Regions from separate parts of the Callithrix jacchus genome. Here region 1 is linked to region 2. The links are chromatin contacts, called in public Hi-C maps. All regions are on one chromosome and are shown on one strand. The core of a region is the stretch at or near the end of the contact, and the rest is flanking DNA. Distances in the headings are between cores, read along the strand shown.

What was found. A called contact is a pair of places that touch in the nucleus more often than the background predicts.
Region 1: a contact with region 2 is called in a Hi-C map of skeletal muscle, with 5 times the contacts expected there. The contact joins the promoter of CR1 here to the promoter of C4BPB in region 2. A contact is called at or near these places in 2 of 3 Hi-C or Micro-C datasets (induced pluripotent stem cells and skeletal muscle).

What each region holds. Positions count from the first base shown.
Region 1 is chr19:34,927,524-34,931,730 of calJac240_pri, forward strand. It overlaps CR1 (complement C3b/C4b receptor 1 (Knops blood group)), which reads left to right and starts at 2,729. Exons shown (of 33, transcript XM_078357041.1): 1 at 2,729-2,957. The coding sequence starts at 2,822.
Region 2 is chr19:34,598,426-34,602,570 of calJac240_pri, forward strand. It overlaps C4BPB (complement component 4 binding protein beta), which reads left to right and starts at 2,450. Exons shown (of 7, transcript XM_035281078.3): 1 at 2,450-2,728; 2 at 3,279-3,452. The coding sequence starts at 2,671.

The sequences.
Region 1 (4,207 bases), core at 1,479-3,978, 330 kb after region 2:
CCGAAACCACCTATGTTTCTCTTTTGAACTATCTCTCCACCACCAAATTTTCTGAAAGAGTGATTGACCTTGGCTGTCTCAACCATCGTAGTCATTCATTCAAGAAATTATGGAACCGCTTCTCTGTGCTAAGCATCAATTTAGGTCATGAGATTTGGCAGTGATGAACTGACATGTCCTCATGCGGCTTTTATTCTAGTGGGAGAAACACACAATAAGCAGATTTTCTGATGGTAATAAAATGAAAAAATGATAAGTACAGTTTTTCATCTATATAAAATAGGCAAAAAGGAAAGGAAGTTCTGAAGTAATTGCAATTTTAAATAGTGGCCAAGGAGGGCTCCTTCAAGAAGGTCTCATTTGAGCCAAAGAATCAAGGAGCTGAGGTAGTACCCATGCAGAGAGACACCTAAGCAAAGAGTATTCTAAGCAAAAGGAATATTAAATGGCAGGGGAAAACAAGAGAAAAATATACCTGCTGTACTTGGAGAAATAATTTGTTTGCATGCTGATGGTAAAATCCAGCAGAAAGAGGGGTATGATAATCCTGGAGAAAGTGAGAATTGCTGGTTTCCTTGAGTGAGTGGGAGCAAATTGATTCTAGGGCACAACTGGAGAGATCACCCTTAGAGAGGACTGTAAGCAGTGCACACTAACAGGAGAGAAGGAGGTTACATAGGCCAAATACAAGAATTTGGGTGGAGTGATGGTAGAAAATTGTAGATCTCTTTGATTGTTTCTATTTTCTCTATTAAAAAAAAGAAGCAAAGCTATTCACAGAGATTAAGAATGTTGGAGATGGTGTCAGAAAGAGATGTCAACATAAAAATATGCAATAGTCATTTAGGAGAATGGGAGAACAAATGGGTTAGACAAACAGTGGGAATAGCAGGCAGAAGGATAATGGTCCATTTGAAATTATTTGTCACTAAAGTAAGGCTCGTCATGGTGAATATGTGTCTTCTCCAGCCGCATTCAGTTTCACGGGTAAGGGAGCAAAATAATGGAGAATTTATTCTAACCAGGATTGTTTTGTCTAATGCCTATAATAAAGCAAGAAAGGGGTGAGGGAGCTGAAGGTGGATTTAAGATGGTGATTATAATGACAGAGTATGGAATTTAACCTGGTGGGGATGAAATTGAAGACACAAAGGGGATGAGAGGCTGAGAGAGATAGCAGTAGGAGCAATGGTCTGCAGGCACTGAGAAACACAAAGATTGCTGGATTCAGTTCAATGGCACTGGGGTAAAAGACAAGAGTAGTATTGGTGGTTAGAGAGTGGGATCATTGAAATCATCGAGGGTTGCAGTGAAGGTGACAAGTTTCAGAGCATGCACATAAGCATAAGTGTCAGGAGAGTGGAGGACAAGACCATAGACAGAGAAGAGGTCAAGGCCAGGGATTTGTAAATGCTATTGCTGTGAATGTTGAAATGACCAGGAGCTGTGGCAGGAGTAATAGTGGAGAAGGTGGCCATGAGCTGGGAGCTAAAACCTTCAAGGAATAAGGGGAGAAAGTAGATACTAGAAGATGGATACCAGCAGAAGTGGTAAGGATTGACACCTTCTGCTAGCATGTGATCTAAAACTAGGGAACTGAGCCTTCTCTTATTCTCTTTTCCTCAGCCTACTACAATCTGTTCTTCTCCCATTAGTCTGTTGACAGCAATTTGAAAGGATGATAGCAAATCCCTAAAAGAATGGCACTGGATGCACTAAACAGTGTGATAAGTGATATGAGCAAAGTAGACGTTTCTTCCAGAATCTTGGGAGAAAGCCGAATGGAAATCAATGTGCACAGAAAGACAAATCCTGTGTGGTAGCAATCATCTGTGGAATCCAACACGGCTCATCTTATAGACAGAGACGGTAGAATACTGGTTACTAGAGGCTGCGGAAGGGAGGGACAACGGGAGATGGAGAGAGGCTAGTTAAAGGGAACAGGACACAGAGACATAGGAGGAATACACATCCTTCATTTTAACCCTCTACCCGAAATCTGCCATTCCTCCATCCATATTTCTTATTACAATAAGTAGCACCACCATTCATTTCTAATCCTGGGGCTAACTCTTGATTGCTTTCTTCTCACCACCAACCTTAAGAAAGGAAGAAACCAAAATCCAACACATGAGCGACTATTCATTCCATCTCCAATATCTTTAATTGTCCACTTCATAAATTCAGTCAGGGCCGCCATCAAACCTCGCTCGGATGTTGGCAAAAGCCCCCTGACTGGTCTCCCCTGTCCATTATTGCCCTAATCTAGTCTCCATACTATACACAGATTTATATGTTGATTCCCTTTTTAAAAATCCTACAATGGCATAACATCTCAATTCAAGATAAGGAAATGAGTTCTTCACATTCCCTCTACACTGTACACATCGCCTGGAATTTCTTCGACACAGAGAGTGAGCAGGCATTTCATTAGCTGACCGTCCCACACACATTCTTGCAAAGAGGAAACGTCTAGCAGGGTGTTTGGAGCTGTTACACAATGTAACAGCTGCCGTCATCCACAGCTTTGTCTGGAAGCGCAGGGGCTCGCACGTGGGATACGTCGGAAGCCCAAGCAGGGTCCCGCTTTGCTGCCGCACCTGGGTCCGCAAGGTGGGCTCTGCGAGCGAAACTCGCTAGAAACAATGCAAATGGGAGTAAACATGACCTCGCCCATAAGGGGAAGCGGTCAAAAAGCATTTTGTCCCGGAACCCCGCAATCCTCCCCATATTCTGGGCGCGGAGCACAGCGATTGGTCACTCCTGTTTTCGCTGCGCTTTTCCTATTTCAATTTTCTTCGAGATCAAATCTGCTTTCCAGATGTGCTTGGGGAGGATGGTGGCCTCTTCTGCGAGAAGCCCAGAGCCTATGGAGCCGCCGGCGCCCCGTCTCCCCTTCTGCTGCGGAGGAACCCCGCTGGCGGTTGTGGTGCTGCTCGCGCTGCCAGTGGCCTGGGGTGAGACGCGGGCGGGCGTGGGGAGGCGCCCGGGTGGACCAGGCACCCGGGGCGCCACAGGGAACTCGCGCTCTGCGCTGCGCGCCTGGGTCCGAAAGCAGGTCGATGGGTGGACTGAGCGCGAGACCCGGCAGGGCGGCGGATCTGGGATCCTTCTGCGCACTGGAGACTCTCGCTGCTTCTGGGTAAGCGTGGAGTTCCCATGTGCAGGAGCTTAAGTCGTGCCCAGCGCAGAGGAAGGCGCAGATGCTGAGCTGGTGCCGCACGGAGGTCCTTGCCCTTACGTATTCATAGTCTAGGCTGGCTATAACCCAGCATGGCGTTGATCCTAGTGAAAGGGGACGTGGGGATCCGACAAACCTGAGTTCTGGTCCTAGAAACTTAACTGTGTGGCAAGTTAGCACACCTAAGCCTGTTTGCTCTTCTGTAAAATGGGGACACTGATCTCTGCATTGCAGAGTTGCTGCCTCAATGACATCAAGTCTGTCGAGTGTCTAACTCAGGGCCTTGCCCTAGTCCATTTCTATCCTCCAACCATTACCTCTTCACTTCGCTTCCAATGGTGTTCAGACAAGGAGTCCTAGGGATGCAGGTATTGCCTGAAAAGTGGCCTGCATGGGACTGTTCTGGTCACTCGCCCCAAGCCACCACCGCCATCATCACCATGCACCTGACCGCCTACTTTAAGACAGAGCCATGCCAGGCACTTGGGAGTTAGAAGAGCAAGGGAAGCCCGGGAACACACAATGTAACAGCTGCAGGTAGAAGGGAACAATAGATGTGTTTACAGTTTACATTTTAGTGATGTGTTTAGTACAAAATAAAGCCTATTATAACTATGGAAATTCTGAAACCACATCTCTTCCTTTTTCTTAAGTTCAAGTAGGTAAACATCTTCAATTCGAACCCTTCTATTGTTATTTTGGGGGCTCCGCAGAAGTCTTTTTGGTTGCCTAGACTCACTGGAAACACGTCATTTGAAGGGACAGTATTTGTTTTTGTCTAGCCTCTTCCTGACAACTCAGCGTTCACCCTTCTCTGCAACTAGACGTTTTGCATTTATTATTTGAGTGTTCCTTCTTCTCTAAAAGAGTAAGAAAAAAAGAAAACCAAATTTCCCACAAGAGTTGTTGTTAATATTTGATCTCATTAGACACCAGAAAGTACCCTGTCAGGTGAAGAAATATGATAAAACTTACAATTTTATTTTTAGGAGAGAAGCATCCCCAGTAAGTTAAGCAATCGGTTGT
Region 2 (4,145 bases), core at 1,200-3,699:
GGATATTAACCAGTTTTGTATCTATTAGAAAGGTCACTGCAGAATGCTTTCAACTGCCTGACTATATGCATTTTTTTTTTTTTTTTTTTTTTTGGAGACGGAGTTTCGCTCTTGTTACCCAGGCTGGAGTGCAATGGCGCGATCTCGGCTCACCGCAACCTCCGCCTCCTGGGTTCAGGCAATTCTCCTGCCTCAGCCTCCTGAGTAGCTGGGATTACAGGCACGTGCCACCATGCCCAGTTAATGTTTTGTATTTTTAGTAGAGACGGAGTTTCACCATGTTGACCAGGATGGTCTCGATCTCTTGACCTTGTGATCCACCTGCCTCAGCCTCCCAAAGTGCTGGGATTCCGTGAGTCACCGCGCCCGGCCCTGCATTTCTATTCCTCAAATTCTTCTTTGAGCCAGTTGTAGTATCTGGATGGTTCCTCATTAATTAATAAGTTGAATTAAACCTTTGATACATATCCATCTTATATTTACGTGACATATTCTTAACTTTTTGAAAATTGTATCTTAGAGGATGCTTACACTGCAGAAATTTGCATATTAGTTGAGAAAAGATAAGACAAAAAATTATAAGGCAGCATACAGTCAATGACAAGTGATCATACGGATTTTGGGGACTGTGGTAGAGTTTCTGCATGACTGCTTTTTTCTTTTGTTTTTACATTACTTTTATTCATTTAACAGACAATTGCTTTGCAATATGAAGCACTGTGGAAGAGAATACAAGGACAATTCAGACACAAACCTGTCCTGGAGTTAGCAGTTTCATGCGGGAATATAGGAAAGGAAAAAAAACACCTTTTCTCTACTGCATTATATTCAATGGCTGGGACCTGCAAATTAGGCTAAAACAGATTAACAGGGGAGAAAATTCTATTTATACATGCAACATGAGTACATGTGGGAAAGTAACTTAAAAAGTTGGTAAGTAATTTAAAAAGTTGGTTAGAATCGGGGACTTTGACATCATCTTAATAGGTGCAGGTGGGGAGAAGAAAGGCACTTATAAGAAAAGAGATTACTGGCTAGGTGCAGTGGCTCATGCCTAGAATCCCAGCACTTTGGGGGGCCGAAATGGGTGTATCATTTGAGGGCAGGAGTTAGAGACCAGCTTGGCCAAAATGGTGAAATGCTGTTTCTACTAAAAACACAAAAATTAGCCAGGTGTGGTAGTGCGTGCCTGTATTCCCAGCTACTTGGGAGACAGGTACAAGAATTGCCTGAACTCGGGAGGCAGAGGTTGCAGTGAGCCAACACTGTGCCAAGACACCATCTTAAACAAAAAAGAAAACAGATTACTTTTTGGAAAGATAAGAGGGTTTTCAGGGGAAAAGTAGGAAATAAGAAAGTTTGTGATAATGTTTCTCTTTCTGTCTCCTTCAAGGCCATGACATTTCCCTGGAGAAGGAATTTGAAATATGTTTTACTCATGCTCTCCCTTCTAGAGTAGAGCTGCCCTGAAAAGGAATTAATTACGGCCACCTTATCTCCAAGGTTGCCGCCCTTAGTCAGATAAGAGAATCCCCCAAAAAAGCTTTGTTCCTTTCCATATCACTGAATCTCGAATATCTTTAGCTTAAAATAATCTTTATGCCAAAGTGGCATATTTGGGGATGGCATATCCTGATTCTTTTCAGGAGAAAGATGTAAATTAATCATTACAAAATAGTAATAATGGGTTCAGAAGAGAGGAACATTTGCAACCTTGCTGTGTCCTAAATGCTTTGTTATTTTGTTAAAACCTGAAATTTTGTAGGAATTTTACCCCAGTTTCATAATCAGAGCACAGAGAACCAACCAAGTGTTATAACAGCCATGAGCAAGATGCAATGGGAGCCCCCAAAGCAATTTTCCATACCTTAACTCCTGAGACCAAAGCATTCCCCTCACCCCTCTATTCATTTGGTTCACTCTGGACTCAGACCAAATCCTGTCACAGGAAGAGCCACCAAGTAGGAGGCCTGGTACAGGCCCGGCCAGCAAGGACAACATGTCACTGCAGGACTTTGGAGCTCTCAGGTGTGGAGTCAGTTAAGACCAGCTCTTGCTGGGAAGTCATAGATCTGGAGGGACAGAGGCAGGTAAGGTAAGTTCACTTCCTTGAGCTTTCTGTCTTTGGTGCTGCTTACAGTCTTAGGATATCTGATATTCAGGAAAGGAGGATGAGGTAACATTCAAAGTTGGGTCTTATCTGAGAAAGTAGCAGGGATTGACAGCCCCTTCTCTTCCCCCAGTGCTGGCCAGAGTTACAGAAGGTGGACTGTAAACACTGGCAAATATTGACAGAAGTCAAGGTCATGGCAAGACCATTTGGCCCACGTCTGTTGGGGAAGTATAAACCCACGGTTCAAAAAGACTGGTCAACTGGATTTGCATTCCCAGAAACCAGGACATTTCTGAAACTGAGTTTTAAAACTGGCAGCTCTTTTGCCATCCCTTTGTATTTTCGCAGTCTCTCCCTATGCCAGCTTTCTTACAGCTGTTCAGATTTCCTGTTGTAATTTTTTTTTTCCTTTTTCTCCAGGGAGGGGAAATCAGTATTACCTCTTCTCTAGAAAGGAGGTGGTTGGGCTGGTCTTAAGCGTGTTAGATCTTTTTTGATTCAAACCAGGTGTCTGGGCTGGGTGAATTCCAGCCTGGGGTGAGGACTTTGATCACCAGATGTTTTATTGGTGTGCATGCTGCCTCGTGGTTGCCTGGCTGGTTTCTGCTTCAAATGGTACGTATGCTTTCCCTCAACTCAGTTTACCAGGCATTTGGTGTCAATTTGTGAGGTTATGAGAAACTCTGTCTAGAGCTTTAAGGAAGTTTGCATTTATGATATTTCTTTCTTCTATTGAAAAATCTCACATTATCCTAATGTTCTGTACTCAGTAGAAGTTTAGTATACATTTAATGATGATCCTGCTCTCTGAAGTGGGTGGTTACTGCTTACTTTCCTTTTCTGTTCTGGGACCAAAGAGAGTACTAATTTCAAAATCCTATGAGGTCTTACTTGTTATAAACTCCAGGACCACTATTTGGGGAGGGAATCATTTGTTTAGGAGTGGACAACTTGTGGCTGAATTTGAGTAAAAGTCCTCTAATTCTTTTGGAAATAAAACTTTGGAAATCTTCTGGAAGGGAGGGACATGGACATACATGGACATGGAAGACTATAAGAATCAGAATCAATAATCCAGCAAAAAGAGACAAAGATGGGGAAATCTAATAAGGGTTTCGGACAGCACATGATATGGCAAATGAATTTATTTTCTTTTTCCTTCCAGCAGAGCACTGTCCAGAACTTCCTCCAGTGGACAACAGCATATTTGTTGCAAAGGAGGTGGATGGACAGATTCTGGGCACTTACGTTTGTATCAAGGGCTACCACCTTGTAGGAAAGAAGACCCTTTTCTGCAATGCCTCTAAGGAGTGGGATAACACCACCACTGAGTGCTGCTGTAAGTTAGATCCTGCTACATCTTTGCCTGTGTTTTACTCCTTCACATCCTACTTCTTGTAGGCCATGGTAAAACTTTATGAGAAAACAAAAATTCTCAATTTCTAGGAGCCCTCTTTTAAAGCACACCAGTGAAGGAGCATCTCTTGGAAGCTCCATGATCAGATCTTGATCAGTACTAATTTAGGTGAATTAACAGGATCAATTCACCCTATGGGAAATAAAGAAATTTCTTCCAGATACTAGTACTATTTTTTTTTTTTTTTTGCTGTAATTTCTTTAACCTGATATTGGTTTAAAAATGTTTATGTTATGAAAAATTTTAAATGTATACAACAGACAGAAGAGTCAAATTAACTCATATAGACTCGTCACATAATTTCATCAATTGTCCACACCTGAGTAATCTTGTTTCATGCATATCCTCACTTTATTATTTTGAAGGAAGTACATTGTATTATTTTATTTCACCCATCAACTTTGAACTGGGAATAGTTTATATTCTCAGTTTACAGATGTGATAATTGAGATCCAACTGACTTGCTCAAAGTCACAAAGCTCATTTCTGGTATCCTCTGTGGAGATGGGGAATAATTCATCCGTATTCCATTTATTACTCCTATTTTTTAAAGAATAGTTGTATCAGTTCTCTTGTATACCCAGAGTAGAGTACACCAATATTATTATCCTTCAT